2 separate regions of the Sus scrofa genome follow, and region 2 is linked to region 1. Evidence: chromatin contacts called from public Hi-C data. All regions are on one chromosome and are shown on one strand. The core of a region is the stretch at or near the end of the contact, and the rest is flanking DNA. Distances in the headings are between cores, read along the strand shown. Region 1 overlaps C14H12orf49 (UPF0454 protein C12orf49 homolog). Region 2 overlaps C14H12orf49 (UPF0454 protein C12orf49 homolog).

Region 1 (4,091 bases), core at 1,163-3,662:
ACGGAACAGACCATGCTTCCACGGTTGAGAACATGGGCTCCATTTGAAGTCAGGCAGGTCGGGGCTGTCTGACCCTGGGACCTGGGCATCTTACTCAACCTCTCTTTGCCACATTTTCCTTATCTGCAAAATGGGGACAGCTGTGTCTACCTCTGAGGGCTTCCCTGAGTATTAGGGGAGCTAAATGTATGAGAAACCCTAAGCACAGTGCCTGGCAGGGTTTAATAAATGTGTTCTTGGAAAAGTAGGGGTAGAAAAGAGCGACTATGTTGTAGTTGTGCAAAGGGCTTTCTGTACATTCTTCCATTTTACCGTGGGGATGGGGGCTCAGAGATGTGAAGTGAGCTCCCCAAGGTCACACAGCAAGTAGGGGCAGAGATCTGTATCTAAATTCCTCTGCACCTCAGGGCAGGCCTTTCCCCTTTCCAGGCCTCCATGTCCCCATCTGTCCCCATCACCGGGCTGATGATCTACAAGGCCTCATCCTGTTCTAGATTCAGAGTCCCAGCTCCCTCAGGGTCCATGTCTGGGGGCAGGGGGTGGCTTACTCCTCTGTCACTCATCTGGCCTCCTGACCAGTTGGCAGTGCCCATATCTGTCCCACCTGCTGCCCTCCCTCCCCTTGTTCCTGCCTCTCTCATTTCTGCAGCTTAAGAGCATCATCTGCTCTCTGCACAATTGACTGAGCCAGGAAGAGAGGGTTTGGGGTCCTACAGGTGTTTCTACTCCTGGCTAATTTGTTTTCACCAAGTGCCAATCTGACAGGTCTGCAAACCTCCCTTCGAGTTGAAAATGAAGGTCTGCTGGCTCTGCTGTGGCAGGGTCTAGAAAGAATCTTTATTCAACTCGCATTCTCGAAATGACTCCTCTTTAAAAGTCTCTCCTCTGAGTCAGCTCTCCAGGATGCTGGAAAATATGTGGGAAGAGACCCCTGAGGGGAACTTCAATCTCGACAGTCACTCTCCCTGGAGCAGCTGTCCCTGCTCACTTCCTGCCACCTGCTCCCACTCTTCATGGCTGATTCTATCTTTTCCTTCATCGTGTCTAAAACGTCACCTCCTCAGAGAAGCCCTCCCAGACTGCTGGTCTAAGTGGCCTCTCCCACCATTCTTCTGGTCCTCATTTCCTGTTTGCTTCCTTCAGCACATTTAACCCAAGTTACAGTTTTAGGCATTCCTGTTAATATATTTGAGTACTTGTTGAATATTCCAGGTTTTCGGCAGTGGGGGGCGGGGGGGGGCAGCAGCACACATCAAGGTTTTCCATCCATCTATGTAACTCAGCTCTGTCAGTGTTTAGCACTTAGTAGGTGCTCAGTGCGTTTGGGATGAATGAATGAAAACCTTGTTCAGAGCAGCAAAGGAAGCCCAGGAAGCTGCTTTTTGGCAGGGAAAACATGCCGAACCAGAGGATCCTCCTGCAGGGAGCTGACTTCATCTGCCTTGTTTCCATCCCAAACTTGTCCAAGAGGCTACAGGGCTGCATGGAGGGTACTATGTGTACAACTATTTTTGCAGCTTTTCAGACTTGCGAACAAGCTGCCTTCCCAAGAAAACACATTACACAGTGCCTCCCCCCGCCCCGCCCCTCACAGGGCCAGTGTCCCAAAGATCAGCCCTTTGTTTATGATAATAAAGCAGGGGCCATGGCAACGCACTGTGATGTCATGGGAGTGTGAGGTCATAAATCCTTCCAGAGGAAGAATGGGACAGAGCGGACACAATGGACTCTGGCACCCCCCTTTTGCCCCCCCAGCCTGGCTGGGGCTGTTGCTGGATATGTTTTTCTAGTACCAAGTGGCTCATTTCTTTTTCTTTTTTTTCCTTTCCCCTCTCTTTTTTTCATTCCTCGGGGTGGGGGGAAGGAAAATTAAAATAAATAAATAAAAGTTTTAAAAGACTCTGAGTGGAAAGATTTGTCCCAGGAATTTCCTGTTGGCTAATGTCCAGTTAGCAGGGAATACCAGCAATAATGTGAACAATGCCCGCTCGTCCCAGACCTGCCACGGGAAAACGAGCCCGATTCTCCAGTTTTGTGGCAGAAATAAGGCAAAGCCCTTGGAGAGTTATGGGCTCGGGACCAAGGGGTTTGCAAGGAAATCTTTCCTCTTTTTCCTCCTTTGTCTTTCCTTACACTTAATCCTTCTCCTTCTCTCTCTCTCTCTCTCTCCATCTCCGTTTTTCTTTTCCTTCATCTCAATCCGTCCTGCCTTCTCTGAGACCAGTTCTCTGTTTCCCCTCGACTCTCAGGCTGTCTCCTGCCATCTCGGCCCCATCTCTTTCTCAGTCTGCGTTACTTTTCTTTCTCCTGCTGCGTCTGTCTGAATCTCCCCATCTCTGTCTTGGTCAGCCTCACTGTTCCTGACTCACTGTTGAGCGTGCTCTCTCTTGCTCACTTTCCTCCCGTACTTCCCCTGTGCTCATGTTACTATAACAAATCAACATTTCTGACTCAGAGGACTGAAGGGTAGGCCCGCTGCCCGGGCTTTGTGATCTGCAAGCTGAGCAGCCAGGGGGCCAGTTTTCCGGCTGGGGGCTCCAAGTGGCAAGAGGAGCAGGGACGCGGGACATCTGCACCCGCTCAAGGAACACTTTGGGCCTGGGATTTGGAAGCGGCACAGGCAGCTGCAGAGAAGGCAGCCCACCGTCTTCTGGGGCCTACAGACCTTTCTCTGATGCCCATTTGGTGGGGGAGGGCGGGCAGTGGGGAGGAGGAAACTTCTAGTATTTGGCCACGGCAGGTCCCTTGTCTTGCCCAGAGCCTCCTTCTGACAACCTATACGATGTGCTCCACCAGCCCCCATATTTAACCTAAATCCAGGTTTTTTGCCTTAAACTTATCAATGTTTGGGCTGGATTCTTCTTTGTGGCGGGGACTGTCCTGTGCACTGCAGGATGTTTAACAGCATCCCTGGGCTCTACCCACTAGATGCCCGTAGCATCCTCCTCCCAAATTATGACAACCACAAATGTCACCAGACATGGCCAAATGTCCCTTGTGGTGGGGGTAAATCACCCCTGTTTAAGACTGATGGCTCTAAGCCATCCTGCTCTTCTCCTTCTTCCCAAATTCCTCACTCCCATTTTTTCCCTTGCTAAAATCATCCAAGGCTCCCTGTTATTATTATTACTATTATTTTTTACTATGTATATCATAGTGCACATCCATCTGGAACTTTCTACGTGGCCAGGGACTGGGCTAAGTGCCTTGTATATATATGAAGTAATTTCCTAGTACCTATCTCCTAGGGCCGTGGTGAGATCCTCATGACAAAGCCACGCCCCTCACCCCAGAGCTAAGCCAGTAGGTATTGTTATTATTGCTGTTCTCTGTGGGTCTTAGTTTCCCTAAGCCTTTTCTTGCCTCTGTGCTTTTCACCTGCCTTCCCTCGGCTTGCTCTGACCCCATCCTCTCCCTCCACCTGCCTGGCACCTACCCCCTCTTCCCCAGGACCTGATTCTAATCTGAGCATCTTTGGGCTCCTCCACTGGAGGCTCCTCTCTCTTTTTAAGCAGTTCCCAGCTGAACAGCCCCAGGGGAAAGCTGGAAGCTGGGGTGGGGCGCAGGGGCGATGGCTGACTCATCCGTGTCCCAGCAGTAGATGGGTTTGGGGCTTGGTGACCACTGAAGTTTCTGATGAAAGTAGGCCAGGTACTTTGGGTGGGAGGCCTGTGACAGGGGCATAAAGAAGAGGAGGAGCCAGCCCGCCTCCAACTCCCCTCACCCGTTACGGTCCACATGGCCCAGCCACGCTGTCTTACTGGCTCCATGTGAACCAAGCCTGGCCCATCAGGGGAAGACCTGGCTCCCCAGCCACAGTAATGGACTCAGGGATGGGCACAGAACTCAACTTGGTTCAATGGCATTTTTCTGGAACAAAGTGGACTTAAAGGCAATCCAGAGGCTCCTTGCAGCCTTTATGACATTAGGAGGGGTCATCCAAACTGAGAGAGAGAGGACTGAGAGACGGAGCCAGAGACCAGATGTTACCTTTTGAAGCTCTAGGTCAAGTGATGCTGAAGTTTCCATCTTGAACTCCCCATTCTGGGGCTAGTAATTTGCCTATTTCATTGAAGCTGTTTGGAGTGAAC
Region 2 (4,091 bases), core at 579-3,078, 110 kb before region 1:
GTTCCTAAGTGCAATACAAGTGTCCTTAGAAGAGAAGAGAAGGGGAGGGTCTCACACATGAAAAGCCCATGGGAAGACAGAGGCAGAGGCTGGAGCGATGTGACCACAAGACAAGGAAAGCCAGCAACCACCAGAAGCTGCAAGAGGCCAGGAAGGATCCTCCCCTAGAATCTTCAAAAAAAGCCTGGCCCTGCCAACACCTTCATTTCTGGCTTCCAGAACCAAGAGAAAATACCTTTCTGTTTTTTATGCACCCAGTCTGCAATCATTTGTTGCAGGCACCCCAGAAGACTAATATATCCTGTGGCATCTTTTTTTTTTTTTTTCCCTGTCTTTTGTCTCTTTAGGGCCGCACCCGTGGCATACGGAGGTTTCCAGGCTAGGGGTCTAATTGGAGCTGTAGCTGCTGGCCTACACCACAGCTCACGGCAATGCCAGATCCTTAACCCACTGAGCGAGGCCAGGGATCGAACCCACAACCTCATGGTTCCTAGTCAGATCATTTCCACCATGCCACAATGGGAACTCCCCTATGGCATCTTTAATGGGGAGTGCAATTCCTTGCCTCACCGGGGAATTCTGAGAATGAAGGAGGCGAATCTGTGGAGGTTTCTGGCCTTGAGCTGTTTGGGGAGAAGCCAGCAAGGGCCCCTCATAGCCTGATCATTAAGAACAGACAGATTGGGGTTCAAATTCTTACTTCCGTTTTAACAGCTGTGCAATCGTGGACAGGGGACTCCACCTCTCTGAACTTCAGTTTCTTCATATATAAAGCAGGAGTAGTAATATTCCTACCTCGCGAGATAATGGGATGATTTGGAAAATATATCTGATGTGCCTGGTATGCAGAAAATGCTACAATGACTCTTTTGGGGAAATCCAACTGGCTTCTCACACAAGCTGAGAGGCTGATGTGGTCATGGAGGGACTGTGGCCGTGGGGAACCCACAAAGCTAAATGGCGTGAGTTGGGTTGAACTCGTGGCCATTCCTGGTTAGCATGGCTATTTTTCTCCTGAAGGAAAAGCCTGGCTGTCCTGGAGTGCCTTGTGAGATAGCCCACACTCAGGGATCCTGCTTTCTTGTTCCTGCTAAAATTGAAGGGGACAGAAAGCCTTAAAAGTCAACCCCATGCTCCCAAAGGGTTGCTCTGTGTCTGCCAGGAACCTTCTAAAGGCAGCGACTTCTAAACAAGCAATACTGACTCCAAGGCTGTTTCTGCCCCTGCTTCCCGAGTCTGTCTGGGCTCAGAAGACCCCGCCATCCATGACCCTCCTACTTACTGCCTAGAAGGGGCACATCCTTTCCACTCAGTTAAAAGGACATTTTTCCGGGAGTTCCCGTCGTGGCGCAGTGGTTAACGAATCCGACTAGGAACCATGAGGTTTCGGGTTCGGTCCCTGCCCTTGCTCAGTGGGTTAACGATCCGGCGTTGCCGTGAGCTGTGGTGTAGGTTGCAGACACGGCTCGTATCCCGCGTTGCTGTGGCTCTGGCGTAGGTCAGTGGCTGGGGCTCTGATTCGACCCCTAGCCTGGGAACCTCCATGTGCCACGGGAGCGGCCCAAAGAAATAGCAAAAAGACAAAAAAAATAAAAATAAAAAAAAAATAAAAGGACATTTTTCCAATGAGAGCAGGTCATATTTCAGACTGCATTGCCAGGGTATCAGGAGCCAGTAAAAGGGGGCATTTAACACCGTATTTATTTTGACTGGCAAAACAGGTCATGGCTGTAAAAGAAACAGCTCTTGAGAATGAGGCAGCCTCGTCGACTCTGGGCTCACTCTTTCTACCCACACACACACTGTTTAAAGCATTCCAGAGCTGCTGCCAACTTTCCTGGCAGAGCTCTTATTTCTTTACATGTATGTTGCATTCCATCTGGTTAATGTGCTCTCTGTGCCATTCGTGGATTTTGGCAAGGCCTGGCAAGGTGGCCTGGCATGCTGAGGCTTGTTCTAAGCAAAGCAGGGCAGGAGGTAGAGGGAGGCTGGAGGCCAATGGAGGGGTCCCGTTTCCCCTTTGGCTCATGGGGGCCTGGAGTTGCAAACACTGAAGGGGAGTCACAGAGCAGTTTTCTTCCAGATGTGGCTGAGTCATGTGCATGCCACTCCTGCTGTTCACCCTTTGAGGGGACTTGGGGGGGTGCACTTTTACAGTTTCTGATGCGTGGCCAGAAAAGTTAAAGCATTGAAGAAAGGTAACAGTGGGGAAATCAACTCATACTCATGAATCTGGGGTTTCCCTAGAAACCTTTAGAGGCGAAGGCCAGAAAACGCCAACACCTGGATCCGATAGGCCCAAGGCCTAAAGAAAACTGAACTCAATCTTTACATTATTCTCAAGAACCATTAAGTACTTGGTTGGAGAAGCTGAGGTGACGTGCTGTGATTTGGATCCTATTTCATCCACTTGGAAGACAGGAAAGCCAGGTTTACGCACCGCCAAAACATCTGGTGAAGTCAGTTAAAAAGAAAATGTACCACTCCGGTTGGGGGTAGGTGGGGGTGGGTGGAGGTGGGGATAAAACCCTTTAGAAACAGTTGTTGGGTATTGGGTGACGAAAAGCATTCCATTGATTGACTCAAATGTTCACTTTTCCATCGATTCCTGTTGAGTCAAGAGCTTCGGGATGGGGAAACAACGAAGACTCTGGGCAATGAAAGAAAGATTATAGGGTTAAAAGACACAGAAAAGTTCTCACCTTTAGAAAGAGTGTGAGTGCACTTATTTTTTTTTGAGTTCAGCCAAGAGTGTGAACAGAATCCCCCTGTTAAATGGAATTCCTGGGAGTTCCTACTGTGGTGGAATGGGAATGGCGTCGTTTCTGCAGTGACTCAGCCACTGCACTGGTGAGGGTTCGATCCCCAGCCCGTTGCAGTGCAGCTGCAGCTCAGATTGGATTCCCTGGTCTGGGAACTTCCTTATGCCGAGGAGCAGCCAAAAAAAAAAAAAAAAAAGAAGAAGAAGGAAGAAATGGAATTCTTCACCTGAATCAGGAGGAGATGACATGGTACAGGAAAAAAATAAGATACGGGCTCCTAATAAGAAACAGCCACATGTGGAATAAAATTAGTGTGAGTTGTGTAATCCCAGTTGGCCAGTTGTAAGAACAGGGAGGAGAAAGGAGCATAGGGAACATGTTTCAGATGTGATTCAACAGGTCCTGGAGCCCGTCCTGACCCTCTGGGTTGGAATTTCTGACTCCCTTCTCTGCCTTGACTCAGAAAAGGAAACCGTATCCTGACCGCTCATTTCTTTTTATAGAATTAAACTTTCTTGCCAACTTCCTCCAGAGCACAAGATCATCTCTCGTAGTCTCTAAACAATACGCCAATCATCAGGTGGAAGCGAGGGGGAGCACTGACCTGTTCGCCCCAAACATCACCCAGGCCCCGAGCAGAAGATAAACGGGAACAGTTTGGCTTTCGTACCCGGCCTGGTAAATACAACATGTTCTCACAGGTTGGAAAACCGTCTGGCTCATCTTTGTACTTTCTCTTCTTTCTCTCACTTCTTCCGACTTGGATCTCATCATTCGGCTCTGACGTGGGCCAAGTTCACATTTGCCAGTTACCGAATGGATAATGGGTGGTTTGTAAGATTAGTAATAGGCTCGGGATGAGGAGTCAGGCAGCCAAGTGTATACTGTGTGCGTACTGAAATAATGTCTCTTGATCTTGACTTCCCACCCAGCCCTGATTGGCTGGCCACATGTTGATAGGAATCAAGGGGGATGGGAACAAAATGCCTTAGTTCCCATTCATTCGGTCGCCATATTTGCACCAGCCACAAAATCCCCACGATAGTTCCTTGCCCTGGAAAACCAGCTAGTGGGGGGTTGTTTCCTGGGAGTAAGGTACACTGGAGCTTGGAAGCCCAAAGGCACCATTAATAGAATGCAAAGAGTTTAGTAGTCCCTCATTAAAAATGGATTTTGTTTTCAATGCTTTGAGGACAGAACAGTGAAGTTGGAAACCGTGCTTGTAATTGGGAGCAGGTCTCCTGCCAGATTCTAACAGCTTCAAGGGATATCCAGTTTTAGGTTTACAGTACTACATTCTGGCTCATTGAAACTGCATCTAAACGTTGC

What was found. Hi-C and Micro-C count contacts between places; a contact is called where the count stands out from the background.
Region 2: a Hi-C map of embryonic fibroblasts shows a contact between it and region 1, with 2.8 times the contacts expected there. The contact joins two enhancer-like sites. A contact is called at or near these places in 3 of 47 Hi-C or Micro-C datasets (embryonic fibroblasts and skeletal muscle) and 1 of 2 datasets of contacts at active chromatin or transcription factors (skeletal muscle).

What each region holds. Positions count from the first base shown.
Region 1 is chr14:35,912,907-35,916,997 of Sscrofa11.1, reverse strand. The region is part of intron 5 of C14H12orf49 (UPF0454 protein C12orf49 homolog); the gene reads right to left. Among named protein-coding and RNA genes, the nearest start is that of MED13L, 150 kb to the left of the region's middle. Within about 2 kb of position 2,412, at least 44 of the 83 cell types and tissues checked have an H3K27ac peak or open chromatin away from gene starts, as enhancers often do. A contact at or near this core is called in embryonic fibroblasts and skeletal muscle, where this site is marked.
Region 2 is chr14:36,026,183-36,030,273 of Sscrofa11.1, reverse strand. All of the region lies in intron 5 of C14H12orf49 (UPF0454 protein C12orf49 homolog), which reads right to left. Among named protein-coding and RNA genes, the nearest start is that of MED13L, 34 kb to the left of the region's middle. Within about 2 kb of position 1,828, at least 18 of the 83 cell types and tissues checked have an H3K27ac peak or open chromatin away from gene starts, as enhancers often do. A contact at or near this core is called in embryonic fibroblasts and skeletal muscle, where this site is marked.